Linked DNA regions of Mus musculus: region 1 is linked to region 2. The links are chromatin contacts, called in public Hi-C maps. All regions are on one chromosome and are shown on one strand. Each heading gives the region's core, a stretch centred on a gene start, on an enhancer-like site or on the middle of the called end of the contact. The rest is flanking DNA. Distances are from core to core; before and after follow the strand shown.

Region 1 (4,973 bases), core at 2,262-4,761, 64 kb after region 2:
TGGTTGAAGCGTTGGGTTCAGAAGAACAACCTGGGTTTCCGAGTCCTAGCTCTCTGCGACTCAGAGAAAAAAAACTAAAATAAAAACGGTGGGGGCTGAACCTCAACCCTCGGCTCCTCCCGAGATCTATCCAGAGATAGAAGAACCTCCAGAATGGCGTAACACCCCACCCCCATATCCCCAACCGATCCCCTCCTAGATCTCTCAACAGGGTGCTGCTAGAGACGCAGCAGAGAGATCAGCTGCTAGAACCCAAAGCCGGTGAGCTCAGAGCCCAGAGGGACCAGACTCAACCACCGCAATGCCTTTACATACTTATGGCCCCCCTTCAGTACTGGCCTTTTTCCTCCTCTGATCTCTATAATTAGCAGGCAAATCATTCCCCCTTCTCTGAAAACCACTCTGAACAAAATAAACCTGTCTTTCTTTAAGCTGTCACAGCAAACAGAAAAGTAACTAACCTGGGCAGCTGCCTCTCCTGGCTTCCAGGGACATAGGCTGTCATACAGTGGGCAAGCTCCACGCCAGTGTCCTTCCCAGCCCTATGCACAACCAGGACTCCCAGCCACTGTGGAAGGACCTCCTTACAGCAAGGCCCGGAATCCCTCCTGAGCAGCTCACAGGCTGACTAGGAAACACTCGCACCAACCCTCCAGGTGGGGCAACAGCAGAATCATCCAAGGAAATGGGCTTGCTGGGGCAACATAAGCAGAGTCCACTCTCACAAGAACTTTTTGCTATCTGGGTATTTTGTCTTCTAAGTAAATCAAACACCAATATTCAATATTCAGGGCCAGCAGGACACCAGCTCCCAGCCAGTGTTTGAGGCTCTGCTACAGCACTGAGGAAATCCATTGTGATACTAATTAATGAGCACCTGCCAGGAGATGGGCCCTTTGCTAGATACTGGGACAGGAAGCAGGCCCTTCGAGGGATGCTGGGCAGGAGGCAGGACCTGTGCTGGATGCTGGGATTATATTTAGAAAAAAAAAAGTCTCTACACTCCCAGAAATTACTTTCCAATGTACATTAAAATATCAATATTGGGGCTGGAGAAATGGCTCAGCAGTTAAGAGCATTCATTGGCTGCTCTTCCAGAACCCCCAGGTTCAATTCCCAGCACCCACATGGCCGCTCACAGCTGTAACTCCATTTCCACAGGATCTGATATCCTCACGCAGATAAATATGCAAGCAAAACACTAATGCATATAAAATAAAAATAAATCATATTGCCTCTCGCTCCCTTGCTCCCCCTCTCTCCACACTCCCTCCCCTCCACCACGTGGCCATGGCCAGCCTCTACTCCCTACTTTCTCCCTCTCTCTTCCTTTCTATAATAAATGCCTTAAAACCAGTATTTCTCAATATCGTTAAATGTTCTAATAAAAAACTGGACAGAATTAGCAGACAGAGTCTCTCGATGGGATGGATGTTGTGACAAGAGATACATGAGAAAGGCCCCTCCCACGCGTACTATCAGAACAGTAACCCAGGTTTGTTCTACAGTAAGAGGAAGTGGCAAAGGCGTGGGGTGTTCAAACACCAGGGGCAGGCCTGTGTGGCTGGAATACAGGCGCTAGCTAGCAGGGCATCCATTCAGAATGAGTTGGGCGGCCACTGAAAGGCAACCTGGCAAAACAGGAAAGCTCAGAAGAGGGGCGAGCAGCCTGAACTCTACGCCCGCGCGGAGGTGCCTGACTACGGTTGGATTCTGGGAATGTTTTTGAAGATAGAGCCAAACACCTTCGATGAAAGGGTGGTGCTGAGAGAAAGCAAGACGGCAAGCAGGACTCCAAGAGTTCTAGGGAAACCTAAACACACGTCCTGTCCAGTGGCGCTGGGTGAAGGGGGTCCTGAGTGCAGGGCCACGGGAGGGCGCGTGGGTTTAGGACCGAGTTTTCCGTAAGGGAAGGAGAAGGATACATGACTGGCAAGACTCGGGCTTGGAGGGCTGGCGCTCTTTGTGTAGAAATGCCAGCTTGTAGCGTCCAGACCAGAGCTTAGGGAACGCATGGAAAAAAGAACGTGAGGGTTTGGGTGGCAAGTGGGAGCGTTGCTGCCAACCCAAGTCACACCACCTTCCTTAGGAAATGTTCGTTTCCTTCAGAGTGACAAAAAAGGCTGTCACGGTGCCCCATACCCTGGGAATTTTACCAAGGATTGACTCTCTCTCTCTCTCTCTCTCTCTCTCTCTCTCTCTCTCTCTCTCTCTCTCTCATTTTTCAAGACAGGGCCTCTCTGTGTATCGTTGGCCCTTCTGGAACTCACTCTGTAGACCAGGCTGGCCTCGACCTCAGAGATCTGCCTGACTCTGCCTCCCAGGTGCTGGGATTAAAGGCTTGTATCACCACTGTGTCTTCTTATCAGAAATATCTGACTGTCTTGTCATCTTTCCTACTCACATACGAGTTCAACAGAATGTCAGCTGCCTGATCACCAGGGATTCTAAGGAACTGAGACTCTTAAGAGAGTCCATGACATGGGATGAGTGCCAGTCAGCCCTTGCTCCAACAGGTCCAGACCCAGAAGGAGGGCATGTCTCTGGGCTAGGAGCAGCTGGCTGCTGGGTTTGCAGAAGAAATGCCATGTGCTGGAGGTGGACCTAATGATCAATGACCCACGTCAGTTCATGAGGCATCCACAGCCCTCCCAGGTCACAGCTCACTCAGCTGGGGACTGACCCCCCCCTCCCCGTGAGTTCCATGCAAGGGGTGTTTGTAGAAACACATGCATCCTGGTGTCTTTGCAGATCCATGCCACAACTCAGAAATCACTTCCTTTTCAACCGTGAGTGGAAATTATCACCTTTCAGTGTGGCGCTTAGCTGCCAGCCAGTCAGGGGACATGTCTATTAAGAAATACAATCTACCTCCCTCAGGAGTGATACAGCTCTTCATTTAAAAGGTTTTCCTGGTTTTATTGATTAACAGGGCCTAGAGGGTACTTACACACAAACCCTAGGGAAGGAAGGTGAGGAGGGGCGTTCTAAAGCTCCAGGTTCAAATATGCCACTCTTTCAAAGCTTGTGAGTTCTGCCAGCAGGGTCAACTCCATCTCAGATGGGAACAAACAGAATGGGACCCACCTCCAGCCAACTGCAAATTTAGAGGCTGTTGCTAAGCTACCAAATAAGAAGTCAGGAGATGCAATTTCATGCAGTCTTGAATTAAAAGAGAAAAGCTTGAAGATCTTAGACATGATTCAAAGGATGTTACTAAGATTCCTAAAACACAAATGATTGTACAAAGATTACAAAAACTAATCAGTTCAGTATTATACATCACGGCTCATAACTTATTTGATTTTTTGTTTGATATTTTAAAAATTGCCACCCCTTTAATGTAGCACAGTGTGCAGTATAATACACAAAGTGTGTGTTTATCGTCTATTAATCTCATCCACTTTGAACGTCTCAAACTTCCTGTTCTATGTTCCTGTGGTCTATGAACCACTATCATTTTAAGAGCTGTTTGATGTTTAGGGTTATGAGAGTATAGTTACATTTTGAGCTAGGGTGAATTATACCTAACGGCTTTGTTTGGCTTTCATCGCTTCTTGTAGATGTCATGTTGCTGCCGACAGGGGAGGCCCAGAGCCACTTCTCTAACAGCTGTGGTGTCAGCAGCAAGGATGTGGCTCTCAAGGTCAACTTAAATGTAATTCCCAAGATCCTTAAGTGGATTTAAGTCCCTGATTTATTCCTGAAGGGTCTTTGATTGTCTGTGAACTTTTTCAAAGAATCCACAAAAATAGGACAGAAGACATTCCAGAGGCCCGGACTGTCGTAGACATGCTTGCCCACACAAAGCAGATACTTTCTTCTGTGGTTCCCATTGGGAGGCCATTTGTGTGCATGAGTCTTCTTTGTGACAGCTTCTATGTTGCAGTAACAAACCATCATGACCAAAAGCGTTTGGAAGAGTTTTTGCCACAGTTCCCAAGGGCCGGATGTCCGACACTGCGGGAAAGGTATGGCAACAGAAGCAGGAAGCTGAAAATCACATCTCAGTGGCACGTGGGAAGCAGAGAAAGCAAACCGGAAGTAGGGTACGACTAAAAACTCTCAAATCCCACCACCAGTGATGTACTTCCTCCAAGTAAGGCTCCAGATCCTACCAACTCCGCAAACAGCAGCACCATCTGCAGGCCCAGTGCTTGAACACCTGATCTCCAGGGTAGAGTCTGCCTTTAAACCACCACATGAAATGGACAAGAAAATAGAATCCAGAACACCTGGACCATATTAGGAATTCCTGTGCTGAGTAGGGATGGGAAGAGGACAAAGTCCCGAGTGAATGTGTATAGTTGACGAAGGCACAGCTATGTCGAGGATCTATGGGAATGGCGAGGCCTTCCCTAGGTCAGGCTCAGGGACTTCCTCCTCCAGGAAGTGACTGCAGCCTGAGACTTCTCCCCTACAGAGATCAGCTAGCCCACCTCCTCACTATGCTGCATATAATAGATGCGCTGAGTTTTTGCACTGCTTGCTGGTGTGTCTCCATCAGAGTGCATGGTGCACAGGATCCCAGCCTTTGCGGGGGGGGGGGGGGGGGGGCTGTTTCTCCATTCCCCACCCCCAACCCATCAGACCAATCCCAAAGCTCTGCAGGTCACATCCAGGGAGAACAAGAAATGCCAACAGATGGAGGTTTATAAACAGACTACCACAGACAGAAAAAGCCAGCCTGGTAGCAGCTCTGAAGACACACTGACAGCCATTACTGCTAAAGCGTAAATTTTAAAGTGAAATGTCACTTATACCCAATAGGATCAACACAAATATAGAAAGCTGTGTACCACCAAGCTGTGGCTAAGCTGGAACCTCCCTCTCAATCTCTGAAAGCAGCAGGTTAGCATCCATCTAATTAAGGATACAAACGGCCAGTACGCAATCCAGGAATCCTGATCCTAGGAATGAATCCAAGAGACGCCCTCTGAGACCACCAGGAAAGGTCTCTGGAGGGTGCTCAT
Region 2 (5,054 bases), core at 1,382-3,881:
CAACATTGTAATGGATTTCCACACGGCTAAAGACATAGAGTAACAAATGATAAATTTGAAACAAGTATTTATGGCGAGATAATGGCAAGATATTAAAGCTTCTACCCATTTGGAAAAAGTAAAAATGCTGAAAGGGGCTTACAGAAGAGCACTTCTGAACAAAGCCAACAATGGAAGGAAATAAATAAATGAACAGAGAAGGCAGGCAGGCAGGCAGGCAAGTGCTTCTTAAGACTCACACTGGAGAAACTGTGGCCGTCGCCTGACTGACAAGCCGAGGAAAGTGGCGATGTCATTTGCTGCTGGAGGAAACGTGAGCAACAGAGATCCCTTTCAGAACGCGTGACAGCTATGCGTTTTCAATCTTAATGCTACGCATCTTAACGTATATCCTGTCACAAAGATGTCTCAGTAACAGCAGATAAAGGCGCATCGCCCCATCAGTAAAACACTGTGAGCAAACTGAACACCCTGTAGCAGCAGCAGGATCAACCACAGGTGATCAACTGTCATGCAGCTATCTGTATATAGCCATGAAGAGAGCCATGCATCGGAGAAGCCAGGGTGGACAAGGGTTTCTTTCTGGCACAGCTAGGTTTGGGGGAGACAGACACTGTATAAGAGTGAGGATAAATAATTGAAAAGGACATCCAAGATGTCTGTGGCATAAATTATCCTAGGATTAAAGGGGGAAAGAGAGGAGATGGGCTACATGACCATCTATGTCTTCAATTGACATGACATCTATATGTCTTTGTACGTGTACGAATATGCAGATTAATATAAAAGTAACTCTGGAGTTTACAGCCAAGGCCTGCAGCCCTTGTCCTGAAACTCTTGGTCCTGCCAGGCACAGAATCCCTGAGCTGCACAGCTGTCTGCCCATTTCTTACCTCTCTCCTCCCAGCTCCTGGGCTCGGGAGCTGTTCTTTGAACTTCCCTGCGACTTTCCTAACAGTGGTCATTCCTTCCTAAAGAGAAATCATGCCACCACATGGGAAACGCAACTTGACTTTCCCTTGTCTCCCCCGTCTGTGTGCCTCAATTGTCCTTTTTGCTTTGGAAAGGGAACAGTTAATCCCAGCTGCATCCTGCTCCTGTATGCATGGAGTGCAAGGATCTCTGGCAGCGCAGGGGCTCACCAAGGCTGCCTTCCTCCTCACTTCCTGAACTAAGAACGCTGCCAGGTGCCCACCCAGACAGCCCTGAGGCACTGACCTCTCACCCTAATGATATCCTTCTTGCCTCCCCCCAGACCGCAACGCCCCCCCCCCATTCCCGAATGGGGCCTTGCCCTCTCTTACCTGCTTTCTCTCCTTGCTGCCGTTGTTCACCTCTCAGGGGTCACTCAGACAAAAGGCCATGTCACCTGCCCCACATCCCAACACCTTCCTGATGGCCTGTACCTAGAGGCCACCCCTCCACTCTGCTAGGTCCCTTGGGGGAAGGAAACATTCAGCAGCCATTTCTTTCCCTGTCTCTCTGATCTGGGGACATCTTTCAACTGTCAGTCGGCTCATGTCTTGCCTTCTAGAGCATCTGAATTTTGGCCAGAGTTAATACACAGCCTGGTCACTTCTGGGGTAGTGGGAAGGGGTTCAGAAGAAAACCCTCTAAGATCGATGAGGCCTCTGAGATTGTCACAGGTCCCTGAGAACCCTGGGAAGGCCCAGTACCCAAATTAACAAATCAAAACATACCATTAGGAGAGAAGGCACCAGACAGAGTCTCCAGACCCAACCTTCACCAAGCCTACTTAGCTCAGCTCCAGTGGCTGTGTGTATGGTGGCCTAAAACGCTCAAAGCAACCCTAATGAGAGAGCCATAGCCAAGCTCACAAGCACAGGAAAGACTATGATCCCTGTAGAGAGTTTCCAGGGGAAGCACAAGGCTGTCCCAGAGACTCCTTGGGGACTCAGAGTAACGGGGAAAGTCATGGGTTAAGAGTCGAGAGGCAGGTTCCATGCCTGGCCTTGCCGCTAGTTCTCCCAAACAGAACCAAGCCTGCTGTCTGACCTGTGTCTCCTGTACGCAGGGGAAACGGGTTCTCCATAGTTGTTGGACCCTTCCAGCTCTGGCCTCTAGTCAGACGTGTCATAGATGGTAGGGGATCAAACTTGAGGGATCTGTGAGACAATCTGGGTCACTCTACAGAGGGGCAGCCCTCTTGAGCATTTGTCACTGAAGCGAAAAGGCCTGTGTTTATTAGATCTTGTCACCTTGACACAACTTAGAGTCACTTTGAAAGGTTGAACTTCAATTGAAGAATGACTGACTGATGTGGGAGGGCCCTGATCATTGTGGGTGGCACCATCCCTAAGCAGGCAGGCCTGGGCAATATAAGAAAGCCTGCTGAGCACGACCCAGAGAGTAAGACAGTAAACAGCCTGATACTCCGTGGTCTCTGCTTCAGGTCCTGCCCCGACTTCCCTTAGTGTTGTATTGCGAGTAAATGTAATTTGGAAATGTGAGCCAAATAAAACCTTTCCTCCCCAAGTTACTTCTGGCCAAGGTGCTTTATCACAGCAGTGAATGAACCTGTAACACTGCCCTTTGATTGGAGAGCATTGTACACTTAGCCCCCTTGGAGAGCTGAGGGTCTGCAGTATGAAGAATCACCGGCAGGGGGCGGCAGAGTCCAGGCCAGGAAGGCAGTGCTCGCTGAGGTTCTGTTGGTCCACCCAAAAGGTGTGGTGCTCAATTAGGGTTTCTCGATCTGGAGTGCTCAGTTTATCCTACTTAGGGATGCATTCCGTCGGAGATGCTGAACTTAGATGCTCAGTTCAAGCCCGGGATACTGCTCACAAATACACGGATGCTACCACGGGATGCTTGTGGTGAAGATAATATATACGAAGCAGCCTTGCACAGCACGGGGATCGCTCCCTATATCCTGCCATAGCCACTAGAATCCAAATGCTGACCCGTTTGTGGAATGGACAAATAAACTAAACGAGCTCAGTAACCACGGCAATTCGGTGCGCCTGGCTTCACAGGTATCTGAAGATGCTCCTCTTACCTTGATGGACAAATCCTCACTGTCCAAGCCAGGACCTCGTCCCTAAACTGAGGCTCTTCCTGGTGCTGGTGCCCCAAGCCTACTTCCTCTCCACTCTTAGACACCTGCTGATCCTCCTGATGGAGACAAGGAGCCCCAGCCTGGAAGGAACGGGAGTGAACCAAGAATCCATGGGAACAGAACAGGGGATGTGGCTCAAAAAGAGAAGCCAAGCAACTGTCCGTTTTCCCACACCCTTCAGGGTGGGTCTCGTTTCTCAGGAGGGTTCTGAGCTGGAGAGCAGTTTGCTCCAAGGACTCGGTCATCTAATGGTCTCCACTGTTTTTATTTACTGGGGTATTTTCTAGGAAATGTCAGGACATATGTTCACCAGATGCACCCATGGGGCAGTCTTTGTGGTCTCTTTCATTTGTCCCTTTGTATTGAGGAAGCCAGGGCCACCGTGACCCAAAGCAGGCTGTTCATGGTGGGGAGGAGCTGGAAGTTCAGCTGGTTCTGAAGGACCTTTGTCCAGAGGAGAAGATGACGAAATGAGGAGTCTTGGTGCCATCTCTAGACCATCACACACACGCAGGGTGTTTTTTCGGTTGGGAGTTTCTGAGTATCCTGATGGAGAGCTGAAACCATTCATAGGAAGAGGCAGGGCAGGTGGTGCCCCGAGTTCCTGGGGGCAAGGACAGTGAGTCTCCTTCTCAAAGGAGAATGTTGGTCTTGCTTCTCGAAAGCCAGAGTCCAGTGCACAGCCACATGTAGGAGAGAGCAGAGTCTCCAAGCTCACCACCTAATAGAGTCCTCGTGAGGTATAGCTGTCTGGCCACTGGAGGGGTCAGGGCACATGCTGGTGTGGCTGCCTCCAGCAGTTACCCTCAGGTGCTCCCCAGCAGTTACCCAGGATCCTCCAGCAGCTCCCCAATCGCTCTCCAGCATCCTCCATCAGTGCCCCAGCCCACCGTAGGGAACATCCCAGCCATTCTCCCGCCCCTGGCTTTGGATCTCTTCCCCTCCCTCTTCCACTCCTCCAACTCAGGCTCCAAATTCATCTCATGTGGTAAGTCTTACTCCATTTTTCTATCTGGGATGCCATTCTCAATGCCATCTCATGCGTCCAGTCTGTCATGTCCCAGCCTGGAAAGTCCTTAGGCCTCGCTCAGCTTTTGTATCAAGATGGTACCTACCTAGCTTTCTCATCCTCTCTCTGAACCCAGTATCCCCAGGAACTCCCCCAGGATTTTCAGAAGACAAAGGACAGCAGAGATGGTCTCCTCACAGCCCCAAGGAGTCACGTGCTCTGTGTTATTTCCTGATGGAGCTTTGTAGCATCTCCATTTGAGAGACAATATAGCTGCTCTCTTTCCTGCTTTTTAAAACGTCTGTTTTTAAACAGGAACATGCCTAAAATCCCAGGGAAAACTGAGGTAGGAGCATTGTTGTGAGTTAGGGGCTAGCCTGGGCTACATTCCAATATTTCTCTAAAAAGAAACAAAAGTTTAAGTTTATTTTTCACTTCTTATTCTAAGTATAAGTGTGCATATAAATAAAATCTCATTGAGTGCTCAACATTTTTGGAATGCTGAGTCCAAAGCAACTATTTTTATTCACGTTAGCTTGTGGTCCTCCCCCTCTCCTCCACCCCAACACACTCCTTGTCACTCTGAGGCTAACCGAGCATTCTGCTGAAGCCAGCTGCCCCGCAGCTGTGTCCTCTGCCCGCCTTATCTTGTCTCAGCTGAATGAACACTAAGGATTTTCCCCTGGTGCTCTGTGAATTTAGTGCCACTGCGTCTATTATTGGCTGCGGGTTTGTGCTTGGATCCTTATCCTGGGACATGCAAGGATGTGACTAAGAAAGATTCTTTGTACCAAAATAAAGTCCTGATGATTTCAAAGGGAGATGCTGTGATATATGTGTGTCGTCTTTAATGTGTGAAGTGAAAGAGGATGCAGTGTGGGACCTGGCGAGCCAGGGTTTTAAAGTCCGATGCCACAGCTGGGAAAGCACATGGAACCCTTACAGTCTTCCTGACGACACAGCCAC

Evidence for each region. A called contact is a pair of places that touch in the nucleus more often than the background predicts.
Region 1: a contact with region 2 is called in a Hi-C map of CD8 T cells, with 2.8 times the contacts expected there. The contact joins two enhancer-like sites. A contact is called at or near these places in 1 of 15 datasets of contacts at CTCF or cohesin (the NIH/3T3 cell line), 8 of 484 Hi-C or Micro-C datasets (CD4 T cells, CD8 T cells, LSK cells and 3 more), 6 of 115 datasets of contacts at active chromatin or transcription factors (T-cell acute lymphoblastic leukemia, embryonic fibroblasts, embryonic stem cells and 1 more) and 1 of 9 other capture datasets (embryonic stem cells).

The regions. Positions count from the first base shown.
Region 1 is chr11:6,703,544-6,708,516 of GRCm38.p6, reverse strand. No RefSeq gene overlaps it. Among named protein-coding and RNA genes, the nearest start is that of Gm39575, 11 kb to the right of the region's middle. Within about 2 kb of position 3,511, at least 32 of the 459 cell types and tissues checked have an H3K27ac peak or open chromatin away from gene starts, as enhancers often do. A contact at or near this core is called in CD8 T cells, where this site is marked.
Region 2 is chr11:6,766,623-6,771,676 of GRCm38.p6, reverse strand. No RefSeq gene overlaps it. Among named protein-coding and RNA genes, the nearest start is that of Gm11981, 49 kb to the right of the region's middle. Within about 2 kb of position 2,631, at least 14 of the 459 cell types and tissues checked have an H3K27ac peak or open chromatin away from gene starts, as enhancers often do. A contact at or near this core is called in CD8 T cells, where this site is marked.